Linked DNA regions of Cricetulus griseus: region 1 is linked to region 2. A link is a contact called in public Micro-C data. All regions are on one chromosome and are shown on one strand. The core of a region is the stretch at or near the end of the contact, and the rest is flanking DNA. Distances in the headings are between cores, read along the strand shown.

What was found. A called contact is a pair of places that touch in the nucleus more often than the background predicts.
Region 1: a Micro-C map of the CHO-K1 cell line shows a contact between it and region 2, with 2.2 times the contacts expected there. The contact joins two enhancer-like sites. A contact is called at or near these places in 2 of 8 Hi-C or Micro-C datasets (the CHO-K1 cell line and fibroblasts).

The regions. Positions count from the first base shown.
Region 1 is chr3:19,019,836-19,026,239 of CriGri-PICRH-1.0, reverse strand. All of the region lies in intron 2 of R3hcc1l (coiled-coil domain-containing protein R3HCC1L), which reads left to right. Among named protein-coding and RNA genes, the nearest start is that of R3hcc1l, 24 kb to the left of the region's middle. Within about 2 kb of position 4,564, at least 1 of the 6 cell types and tissues checked has open chromatin away from gene starts, as enhancers often do. A contact at or near this core is called in the CHO-K1 cell line, where this site is marked.
Region 2 is chr3:18,822,158-18,828,260 of CriGri-PICRH-1.0, reverse strand. Pyroxd2 (pyridine nucleotide-disulfide oxidoreductase domain-containing protein 2) reads right to left here. Exons shown (of 16, transcript XM_027407286.2): 5 at 5,283-5,438; 6 at 3,202-3,355; 7 at 887-948; 8 at 710-807. Among named protein-coding and RNA genes, the nearest start is that of Pyroxd2, 15 kb to the right of the region's middle. Within about 2 kb of position 4,825, at least 6 of the 6 cell types and tissues checked have open chromatin away from gene starts, as enhancers often do. A contact at or near this core is called in the CHO-K1 cell line, where this site is marked.

The DNA of each region.
Region 1 (6,404 bases), core at 3,315-5,814, 200 kb before region 2:
GTTGCTTTGCATTTACAGAATTTAATCAAATGTAATTGTTTATGGAATTAATACATTGGTGTGTCTTATTGGATATTATGTAGCCTAATATAGTACTTAAGTGTGGGAAGTTTGATATCCTGTTAGAAGCTAGGTGAGCTTGGGTCATTTTTTATTGTAGTTGGGACTTAATGAGATTTTATTTAGATTTTTGGCCATGTCCCATTAAATCTTTATTAAAAAACAGTCCATAGTCCAGATTTAGACTTGGGGCTATATTTGCAGATCCTGGTTGTGATGGTTAATCATCATTGCTGATTTTGGAGTCACCTAGAAGACTGCCCTTTGTGTGTAGCTCCTGCCTGTGAAGCAGGGTCCCAGACTCAATAAAAAGAGAAAAGGGAGGAAGTCAGTGAGCCCCAGAATTCATCTCTCTCTGCTTCTTCACTGCAGTCTCAATGTGGCCAGTGGTCTGTTGCTCTTGTTCAACTGCCTTCCCTGCTGAACTGTTGCCCCTCGAACTGTGAGCCAAAATGAACTTGCTCAAGTTGCTTTTGTCAGGACTATTTGTTACAGCAACAAGAGAAGTTACTAATCTGAGGTGTACATTAGCCTGATGGTATACTTGGCCTGTTTCCATAACACAAATGTTCTGTTCCCTCGTCCTCCTCAGCATGGCATTCCATGGCAGGGAAGCTCTTCTTCAGGATGGGGACAGCTAAGTGTACTGTCAGAAGCCCATGTGAATGAGTGTATTATGGTTCAGCCTTTCACTGAATCATATCACAATGATGGTTTCCTCTCCAAGAGTTTTCAGAACTCCTATATCTTAAGGTTTGCCTTTCTAGGCTCTTCAGTACCAAACTACCATCTCAGGCTTCTACCTCAAAACGCTTGCCTTTTGGGTCACACCTTACAGTGTTCTAAATATTCTGTCATGATTTTCTCCATGGTCAGTGTGATCTTAGTACAGTAAGCAATCAATTTCAGTGTTAGATGCTGTATCAGGTGAGATTTTTTACACCCACATACACACACACAATTTATTAGTCTCTTAATGTGACACACTTCTTAGCTGATAGGTCCTTTTTCTTTCTCTTCCTCTTCTACTTTTATTGATGCTACCCCACCACTGCTTCTCTTTTGTTTATAGGGCCTAGACCTTAATGAAACAGAAGATACAATTAGACATGGTTCACAGCAGCAGATTAAAAAAATAAGTCATCATTTTCTTAGGCATTGACTAAATGCCTTCTAAACCAAATTGGAAAAATGAAAGATCCGAATCTTCATATTGGTTTAAGTTAGCTGTACAAATGAGTTTAAAAATTGATTAATCTAAAATGTATTTGGTATTTGGCTAATACATATAGAACAACCTTTCTATGAACCTATGTAATACATAGTTTATAGAATTGCCACTGTTTACTACTCATTTAACACCAGATTGGGTTTTTGTGTTTGTTTTTTGAGTGAAGTGCTTCTTTTTGGAATTCTTAAAATAATTTTTCCCTCTCTTTGGGAGAACAGTTGTAGAGCTCTTGTCTAGTGTGTGAGGCTCATTTTTGTGGGTATCAGATAGGAAAGCTGTCCTGACCATTTACACTAATGGAGATGAGCATTAGCGTGGATAATATATTTGGCTTTGATGTGCATTATGTGATTATTTTTGCAGCACAATTAACTTCCTGATTAAACTTTGCTGAGCTTATATCTTGAGCATACACTTGGTGGAAAAGTGGGTGATAAAATTATTAGTTTAGTTGATAGGTGATACGGATTTTGGTCTGACTTTCCACTCAAATAGTTGTAAGTCTGAGATAACTCTCCAACTAGTCTTCTCATCTTTAAAATAAAGAGATTATGCAACCTGAATTGAAAAAAAACTTTTTATTCTTTGTGAATTTCACACCATGTACCCTAATCCCACTCATCTCCTCTCATCCCTCCATATCTGCCCTCGTCCTTGCAACCTTCCCCCAAAAGAAAACAAAAAGTAAAAATAATAAAAAATAAAGAATAAAAATGAAAAAAACTTCACTGTGGAAGCTGCAGTGTTTGATGGCTTGTCACCTAGTATACCCCTTTTCCAGAACAGCTTTGCTTGCAAATACTCATTGCAATGAGTATTTGGTCTGGTCTGAGGCCTCTGGTTTCTGCTATACCACCAATACTGGATCCACATCATGACTTCTCTTGGATATCCTGTTGTTGCCCTGTGTCATGGAGATCGTACAGGACCAGCCCCTTCACATGTTCTAGCAGTTCTTAGATGGGGTAGATGTTGGGACGGGCAGACTCAAAGCCCTGGATCTGGGCCTGGGTGGTAGTTGAGTTGGTTAGCTTTCCTGTGCCATCGTGATCATCTTTACTGCTTTGCCCAGGTGAGGGGCAGGGCCAGCTGTCTTGCCTGTGGCAGCTGGACCATCTTTTTCATTCACACCTTCAGGGCCAGCTCTCCAGCACTGCCCTGGAGAGGGGTAAGGTCAGTTTTCCTATGCCCACACACCAGGGCTACCTCTACTGCTCTACTGGTCTACTGCGACACCCAGGCTGTAGCTAGTGAGGGGTGGGGCCATCTTTCCTACTCTCAGGGACAGTTCTCCTTGCCATAGTGAGAGAGCATCTCTCTTTTGCCCACACCACTGTAAGACCTACAATGAGGGCTAACTCTCCTGAGCTCCCATCCTCAGCTACTTCACCTCCGTTCCCACCACCAAGGCCAGCTCTACTTTGCTGCCCAAGTGCTCAGAGCCGTGGAGGGCTGTGGCCAGCTCTGCGTAGTCCTTGAACATCAACATGACCCTAAGCGGCAGCCCAGACCAGGGGTATCTACATGGCCATTGGTGGTAACCTGGGTCATGGACATTGGCCCAGACCTCTTGTGCTGCAGGGCCATGGACCCAGACATGACCCTCAGCAGCAGCATGGGCTGGGACATCTCCATGGTTCAGGTGGCAGCCCAGGCTACTCAGATTGGGCTGTTCCTCACCACCATGGCATCTCCTATTGCACTTCTCGTTCTCTACCATTTTTCCACCACATACTTGCTAATTAACCATGGTGATGCCCAAGCTGCCATAACTGGAGGTGGAGGGTGGGCCTTGGTTCTTATTTGGTGTCTCTTACATTCAGCCCACCACTACGAAGTGCTGGAATCTCATTCTGAATTGAAATTGGTCTCCATTGGCTTCTTTATAAGTTACCAGGCCTCTTTTTGGCATGGAGTCAATCCTACTTATTATTATTGTCTCTCAGAAGTTTTCCTCACGAGCCAAACGCTAAGCTCCGTGAAAGCTAGAAACTCATCTGCCATGTTCCCCAATGCCAAGAAGAGGGTTTGGCCCAGCATCAATACTGGTGTCCGCCATCATGTGTCTGATTCCGCCTCTTTCAATAGAGTTCACCACTATGTTTTTCTATCTTTCCTACCTCCCCTTCACGTATTTGTTCTTTGTAGTGGTGTTCTGTGGTCATTTAGAGCAGTGTGGAGAGGTAGGTTGGAAATTCTGGAGTGCAGTAGTAACACTTTCTAGCCACCAGAGGGGGAAGTCAGTCAGTCATCTAATGCTTTGTTTCTGACCAGAATGTGTATCATTCATGAAAATGAAAGGGGCACGTTTCACCCATATCCTTGACCATTTAGGGTGAGTTGTAGGGCCTCTTGCTTTCTGATTCTTCAGTTTCTTGTTTTCTATGTTCTTGATAAAACTGGGACAAATTAAGAGTGTGGAGATTGTCAGGGCTTTATCTGATTTTATTCTCTTAACATAGTTAATGACTCCCCGACAACCAGTGCTCATCTTGGATGGGAAGCACAATAGTAATGTCACCAGGTTTGGGCCTTTGTGGTCACTTCCCTTATTCAAACACACACAGTGTTCACCCCATGGCCTCTCTCCTGTTGAAATGCCAATGGTGAAAATGAAATGTCTCAAGGAAGATAGCAGAGGGAGCATGGCATTTATAAGTAGGTCCCAGCCTCTTATCGATGTTTAATATTTCTGTAGCCATGGGCATACATAATGGGATCTGAGCTGAGCATGGTGGCGCATGCCTTTAATCCCAGCACTCATGAGGCAGAGGCAGGTGGATCTCTGTGTTCGACACTAGCCTGATTTACATATTGAGTTCCAGGCCAGCCAGGGTTACTGCATAGGGAGACCCTGTCTCAAAAATAAAACAAAACAAAATCCTTGATCTTTTCTCAAAAACAAAACAATAAAATCCTTGGACCTTTGGTATCTTTATTTGAAATATTAGGTTGCTTATTTTTAACCTACTTGATCTTTTTGCAGTAGTGCATAATTCTGTAGATATTCTTAATATTTCTGTGAAAGACAATACTGTTCTTAAATAGAACACTATAGCAAAGGAACATATTTTAAATATAGTGCATTGTTTTGGTAAAAAGAGCTGTTGGTGATTTTGAAGGCATAAGTACTGAAGACAGACAGTTGCCACTCTAGTGAGACATCTGCTTACCCCACAAAAAGATAAATAAATGACCTGAGCATAGGTTCAAAGCAGCACCAGTTCAGTCACCAGTTGAAAGACTAGGAGCCAGGTCATCCTGAGTGGGTGCAGGGGGGTTGATGGTGAGTCATTTAGAGATTATTTGGGAATGAATAAACACAGAAAAAGATTTGTGAGCTCTAGGATTCCATATCACAAAGATGATGTCACATTCTATTTTTTCTAGCCATAAAAGTGGAATTAATTTTGATACAGAGTTCAGTTGTATGACTCTTGAGTTTCTGGAGAGCCAAGGGTAACGTGGAAGGAACAAAGGCAGGCATGGACTCTTAAGTAGCCAGATAATTGTACGATGGTTATAAGTCTACAGAACAAATGGATACAGACATGTGCTTGTGAGAGCAAGCAAGGATTAGGATTTAACAATTTGATATGCAAATAAGAGAATAGAGGCTGGACAAGCAGACTAGATACATACAACGTTTTAGAATTCTTTGTAAGACAGGATTTTAATCTGTCCTTGCTTTAATGAGCATTCTTGGTGTTGGTATACTTGGTAGGTCCAAAACTCCACATGTTTGGGGCTATTGATGGCATCACTGACAAACTGTAGGTGGTTTGATGGTTCTAATAGTTTCACACTCCACTGGATACACATATTCACAGATCTGCTCACCACTGCTGCAGAGTTCATTTCCCAGAAATGAACTGGCTAGTAAAAATTTTGGCAAGCGAGTCAGCTTTTCAAGTACTGCTAGGAATAGAGCCCAGCTGTTCCCTTTGGGCTTTGAGCTGTTGGAATTCATTGTGTTAGCAGCTAGAAAGAATCAAACTGTGGCATTTTTAGCCTAGTTCATGACAGCAAAGCAGAGGTGTTAAGATTTCTGTTTTAGAGGTTTATACTGCAAGTAACTTAACCTGATTGTGTGTCTTAATATTACTGGGCTTCTGACCGCTGAAATATGGCTTGGATCGATGGTGGTTTGGAGAAAGTAGAAAGAGGGCTATCCATCATTCAGAGGCTCCATAGAAGCTGGCTGATAATGCTGCTTTCACCAAGCAGCCATCTGTCCATCCATCCATCAGTAGGATGAAATGAGATTTAGCGGAACAGGCAGCCGTAACTCTGAGACACTTTCTAACCAACAATTGTAGCTCTGGCCTGAGTCTGACCACAAAACACAGCACTGGGGTTTGGCGGGATGTGGCGCTAAGGGCAGTCTCCTTCCCGTCACTGCCAGCCTACAGTATTCAACCTTCCTTCCTATACAAAATTTGGTTACACTTGGGATTATGACATATTCTTTCTCTTTGAGCTCCAGATAATTTTTTCAAGTTAAGCTAAGGTTTTTGTGGAGAATATTTTTGCTTAGCACTATAGATAATTCTTCCATGTTCATCATAGTAATGAGTGATGGGGTTAAATTAAATTTAAATAATTTAATTATTTTATTTCATACATTTTTTTTCTTATTAAACTAAAATTTACCCAGAATCTTAGGTAGTGAAAATTCAATTTTCATTTTTATTTCTCCCTGCATTAGTGGTTCTTATATGAAAGGAAGAAAGTATGGGTCAGGGGAATGGGTAACAGATTATAAGCAAGAAGCAGGATGATACCTAAAATGGATAATGAGATTTTGGTAAGTGAAGTCAACTATGTCTTCCTAGTTAAGCTGTGTTTCCAGGGTACCACACCTTCTGAGAGAGCCTCTTGATCAATGTGTGGTACCACACACACTGATTGGTTGCCCATCCTGGTACCTTTGCTAGTCAAAGCCATCTTCCTTGACCATGTCATTGGAGTGGTCATTTCAGGCCTCAGCTCCTGTTTTGTTCTGAAGCCTTGATTTTCACTTCAGATTGAGGGAGGGCTTGAGAGAACCTAATGTACCGGAGATGCCTCGGAAATGAGAGCCTTGGATGAATTCCTGGGCTTATTGATCCAG
Region 2 (6,103 bases), core at 3,576-6,075:
TGGGACCCCGAGAGAAAAGGATAGGAGGCCCCAGATCCACACTGGCTGGTTAGTTAAGAGCTTGGCAGAGTGACATACATGCTGCTGATGCTTCTCCCTGGCCCTGGGGGATTCAGGACTGGCCTGACCTCTGGTGAAAAGCCACTTCTTGGGGGTTGCCTTCATCCTGGAGAGATAAGCCTCACTGACAACTCTCGCATTCACAACCACAAGCACAGCCCTCACGGTGTCTGACGGCCCCTCTCCGCCTGGGCTCCAGACACATCTGCTCACAGAGCAGGGCAGCTTCTCATCCCTGGGAGGAGGCCAGTGAGTGAGTATGCAGCGAGAGGAGAGACATGGGCTTTGCACAAAGTCAGGAGGGAGAGAGGAGGCGCAGGATGGGGACAGAAGACCCCGAGAGCAGGAAGAGGCTTTTCCTGGAGACGCTGGAAAAGCGTAGCTGGGGTTCAGACAGCATGCACTGGAAGTCAGCTCTGCCTCGCATTAACTATGTGACTTTGGGCAGGACACCTCTTTGAACTCGTTTTCAGATATGACCCTGAGAGCTCATTCAACACGCATGACATGCGGAGCTTCATGACTGGCGCACGAGCTGAGCTCAGAAAATGGCAGTCTGTGAGCTTCCTCTCATTGGGAAGTATGTTCCTCTTCATCAGTCCCCCCACCCGCTCCCCGCTCACCCCCAGCCACCTTGGTCCCTACTCACCCACTCCCTGGAGTGTGGGGGCTTGTCATGGCTCCAATCACAGCATCTGTTGCCAGAGTAGCCTTTAGAGGCTCAGACTCAAACCAGTGGTCTAGCACCTGGAGAGCAAAGCCACAGAAAGGCTCAAGGGCCTGGGTGACAGGAGAAGTCCCTAGGCCATCATCTGGCCACACTCACCTTGGAGATGGGGCCTGTGAGGACCTGGTAGTACTGGGGGAGCTGGGCTCCCAGGGTGCGCCCTGAAAGAGAAGTAGAAACAGCAGATGAGACAACCCTTGAGGAGACTGTTCCCATCCCCAGGGAAGAAAGAACAGGAAGAGGCAGAGACTGGTGGAGACAGTGTGACATTCAAGAGCAGTGTCTGTTTTCACCCCTTTTTAACCATCTTCAGCTCTGAGTCTGTTTCTCTGTAAGATTGAAGACATATTTCTCATGCTACTGTAAGGATTCAATGAAATAGAAAAGACCTTTAATTTTGTGAGCATCAGTTACATTTTAGCAGCGGGACAGGGTTCTGGCCATTGTGGTCCCTCTGTAAACCTTAGTAGTTGGCAAAAGTAGTTGCTCAATAAATATTTATTAAAATGAATGGTAATTGCATGAAGCTTCGTAGGACTGGTAATCTGAAAAGGAGTGTCTACTTTTGGTGTCGATGACAAAGTCCACTCATTCCCGCCATTTCCAGACTCTCTGCTGTATAAATGCTGTGATGACCACCCGCCATAGCTGGCTGACCTACTCCTAACCTTGACTCTGGACTTATCCATGTAGCTTGCCAGCCAACGGAATATTTATAAATGTGTCACAGATGGAGATTTGTAACGTCCCCTGTGCATCTCCACTGCTGTAAGAAGTGCACGCCCAGTGTAGCAAGCTGCTTCCACACAGGATGACAGACACAGAGAGCAGAGTGGGCACCGCTGGTTGTCCCCAGCCACAGACATGTGTATGAGACCAGACAGACCAACTGAGCCTGCTGGGATCAACCGAACTACAAAGACCCATGGGAAATAAATGCTGACTTTTAGATGCCAAAGGAGTTTTGTGGGGTTTCTTTTTCTTGTGACCATAGCTAACTGATTCAGTATTTTTCTAGGCTATGGGAATTTGTCTGTGTACCCAAAGGGTGGTAGAAAATAACAGCATCCTTCTTGATCAAGCTTCTGCTCGAGAGCCCTAATTGATCACAGATCTTTTATTATTTTTGGTCTAAATTTAGTATTCTTTCTCATTTGGAGGCAACTCTTCAGATTCTCTTGGCTCTTACATTATGTTCTAGCTGTGGCTGCAGCAATGAGCTCTGTGCTCTGATCTGCTTCACACACTGGAATTCCTACAGCATCAAGCGGAGGCCACTGAGAGACGGGCCTCTCCTTTCTTCTCTGGAAGCATGTCAGTTCATCTACAGATGCATGACCCAGAGGCCACTGTTTCATGAGGCAACCCCTGACCAGTGGGGGACGAGGCCCTTTTCTTCTCTTGGAAATGGCCAAGGACCTGCATACCTCCTATAAAGTACATTCTGCGGAGAGTCTCGGCAGGACCAGTGTCTTATCACCCACCACCCATGGCCAGTGCCAACATGCACCCTAGTACTGATGATCCCTCTAAGTGGTTTGAGTAAAACATTTCCCCCAACTAGGCTTACATATTTGGACACTTGTTCCCAGTTGTTGGCACTTTTGGGGGAGGTTGCGGAACCTTCAGGAGTGAGCCTTGCTGGAGGAGGTGTGTCGCTGGGGGTGGGGCTTAGGAGTTTATAGCTCCTCCCTTCTGTCGGTTTTCACTCTCTTTGGTTTCTGCATGTGGATGGAATTTGATCCTCCAGCTTTCTGCCCCCCCCACCTGCTGCCATGCTGTCTCTGCCATTATGGACTCTAACCCTCTGAAACCTCCAGTTAAAATAAACGTTTCCTTCCTTAAGTGACTTGGCCATGGTATTTATCACAGTAACACAAGTAACTAATGTACCCTGGAGTTTCTTCCTTCATTTCCCTCCTTTGGTGACTTGGGGGTCACCCTTCTAAGTAAACACAACCCTTTGTCTTGGGCCCTATTTTTAGGGTAGGGTAGAATGAAATTTTGGGGGGAGTGCCTGGAAGTCTCTGTGGTCCATTAGCTGGCCCAGCCACTCAAGACTCAGGTGGCCAAACTCTGCCCTACAGAAAAAAAAAAAAATCAGGCCACAAAATCCCACCAATCCCAGGTCACCCTGGAAAGTTCTATCCTGGAAAGCTCCAACCACAAGAAAGCCTGCTCCTCCCAGTTCTTTGCTCTTTCTTGCCCAAGCAGAGGCAGCCGTCTCTCCCAATAAATCTCTTGTATGACTTTGTGGTATTCCTTGGCTCCTGACTTCCAGGATACCTTTCCTCCTAGAGCTGTAACACACTGGTGCTGTCTTGGAGCTCTAAGCTAGATCCAGGCATCCAGAAAGTGGGCTTGTTTCCATGGAGGTCACTTTCTACACCCGGATTCCTGTACTTTAGACTTACCTGCTTTCAGCAGGGGCCTCAGGGTGGACAGTGCCCTGAGTCTCTGTAACAGGGAGCCATGCTGGAAGGCTGCCATGTCCACGGGGGCAGAATCCAGCAGGGGGTCAATGGCTAGCACCAAGCGACTCATGAACTCCTCGTACCTGGGAAAGGCCTGCAACAGAGCTTCAGGTTAGCACTCAACGGTCCAGAATCCCACAGAATCCAGAATACCATCCCCATGCCTGGTCTTCTGTGTCACACTTTGATATGGCTGTCATACCCCATAGTGCAGCCCTGATGGCTCCTCAGGCCACATCCCTAGCTGTGACTCAGCTTGGCTTTGCTCAGTTCTCACTCCCACATGTGAAGGGCAGAGAAGCCTGAGCATCAGAACAGCCTCCAGGGCCAAGAGCCGGTATGGGTCAAACCCAGCTACACAAAACTGCCAAGTGTCTGAGGGTACAGGTAGAGCCCTGTGATATAAATCATTTAGAAGCTCTGTGTCCTTTGCTTGTGACTGATGGAAGGCTGATGTCTCCCCAACACACTGACCACTTGCTGCCTCATCCCATACAACCACAGAAGCCTGCATCCTCTCACTCAGCAGCCCCCTCCAGCAGTGTTCCAGACTCTGCCTGCCTCTCATGGGCTGGTGGTAGGAACAGGGCTGGAAGTTGGACATAGGGATAAACCCAGGAAGTTGAGGTATTACCTAAAGTTCTGTGGTAAAGAACTTCTTAAAAATCATAATTAGATAATAAACTTTTCCCTAGACCAGGCTTGCCAAATGACAACTTTCAAGGACAAAACCATAAACTGAGTCTTTGGATTCCTTGGGAAATGTCCTAGGTCTCCCACGGTGTTGTCACTAGCAGATAGGCACACAGGCACTGGGACCTGGCCTTGCACTGATGTCCACAGGTCCACTGATGTCTGACAGCGGCAGGATTTAGGCGAGGGCAGAGGCTGGTCCTCAGCACACTGCATCGGATGTTCCTGATGACAGGAGGGCAATTCCACTGTCAGCCAGGTGCTATGATCTCCATCAGAAACATCTCTCACAGGCTCAGGTATGAGGATGAGATGCTGCTGCTCAAGAGAGGACATGGGGACTGTTTGGCAAGATGTAGGGCTTACAGGCTGGCTCTGCTTCCACCGAGCTCTCCTGACAGCCAACAAGAAACATCCAGCACCTCGCACTCCCGCTGCCACAGCTGTGGGCTGCTCCAGTCACAATGCCTTCCTGACAGCATGATGTCTTCCCACCAGGAAGTGTTCCCTCTCAAACAACAAGCAGCACAAATCCTTCTTCCTTTAAGCGGCTTCTAGTCTGCATGCCGGTCACAGTCTGGCGAATAGCAGCTAACACAGCCAGGCTTAGGATGCTCTGGGTAAAGGGGAAAGTGCTATACGCCTGTGGCTATCTGGGCTTTGCCCAGTGCTAGATTAGCACACCAGAAAGCAAGCACATGGACTGCATGAGCCTAGGTTTTCTTCATTAGCATGCCTCCTCTGTGATAGGGTTGGTGCCACACCTGCAGCTGGCGCCCAGGCTGTTACAAGAGCGGCCATTCTAGAACATTTCCTCAACTGCAGAACCCTCCATACCAGGCCCATTGCGTCACCCGCTGACTCATCTGGACAAAGCCAGCCAGTGTGTTCCTGCACTAGATCTGCAGGAAGCAGCTTGCACTCTCCATCTGGTGTGTGTTCTGGGAGGCAGATCTGCACACCGCCACAGACACTTCCTTGCTTTGGCTGTCATGGGTTGATGTCAAACTGAAAGAATATTTTCTGGCCCTACGTTCTTTTTGTGAGCTTTAGGATGGATAACATGTGGGGTTCTGAGTAAGAGCAGGGGGATAAAGCATTCCAGGGATCCCTTTCTGACATTCAGCATGCAGAGACCACCTGCTCATCAGCCTCAGATGAACATACACAGGCTCTTCGAGTCCCAGTGTCGACGGGTCTCAACCACCGTCCACCACTCCTTCTCAGAATGCCTGAGGTCAAAGGCTAGCATGCACCAAGTTGTCCAGGGCCTGCTCAGCCTCCCCAGCCTTGACTTCCATTTTCCTCTCAAGAGCCTGCTTCCATACCTGAGCATCCTTCTGTGAGAACTGAGAGATTTGCTTCTGGTTTTCAGCCATGTCCGTGCCCAGCAGAAGGGACCTGGGCAACTTGCTCAGTGTACCCTCTTCCAGCATGGGGGTGAAGGAGTAGGGATTTCGGAGGTGAAGCCTCAGCCCATGCTTCTGTAGAACACAAAAAGCATAGGCATTTTAGGGATCCATGCATGTTTCTGCCCTTGCCCTTTCTCTGATGCCATTTGTGTGACCAGTTAGGTGTGTTTGTGATTGGTCCCAAGGTGTAAAGACCTGGTTCCTATCTTTTTTTTTTTTTCTTCGAGACAGGGTTTCTCTGTGGCTTTGGAGTCACTCTATCTGCACCCCATACCTAACACACCCCACTGCCCCACCCATCCACTTTATCTCACTTCATCAGAAAGGGCACTGAGATTCACAGTCACTACTACACTAAAACTCTAGAGACGTTTTTCCTCTCCATACAGGTAACAAAGGAGGGTCAGAGGAGGTACATAGTTTGCCCCATGTCACTTTGGAAGGCAGATCTGTATTTTAAAACCACATATCGCTGACTCCAAGACCCTGGGACCCTCATCTATAACTGCCTCCCGTCACTTCAGAAGTAAACAAGTAAACTTTAAAAGTAATCTGTAAAGCAACGGTTCTGTGAAAATCCGTATGTACAAGGTGGATAAATTAGTCACATCATTTAAAAAATTTACACGGCGGTCTAATTTACTACAAGGTCATTTTAAGTGGAAGTTCCCTTGAGACATTTAAATCAGGATTTGATTTACAGGTGTTTCACCAGCATACCGAGCTCCCAGAGAGGA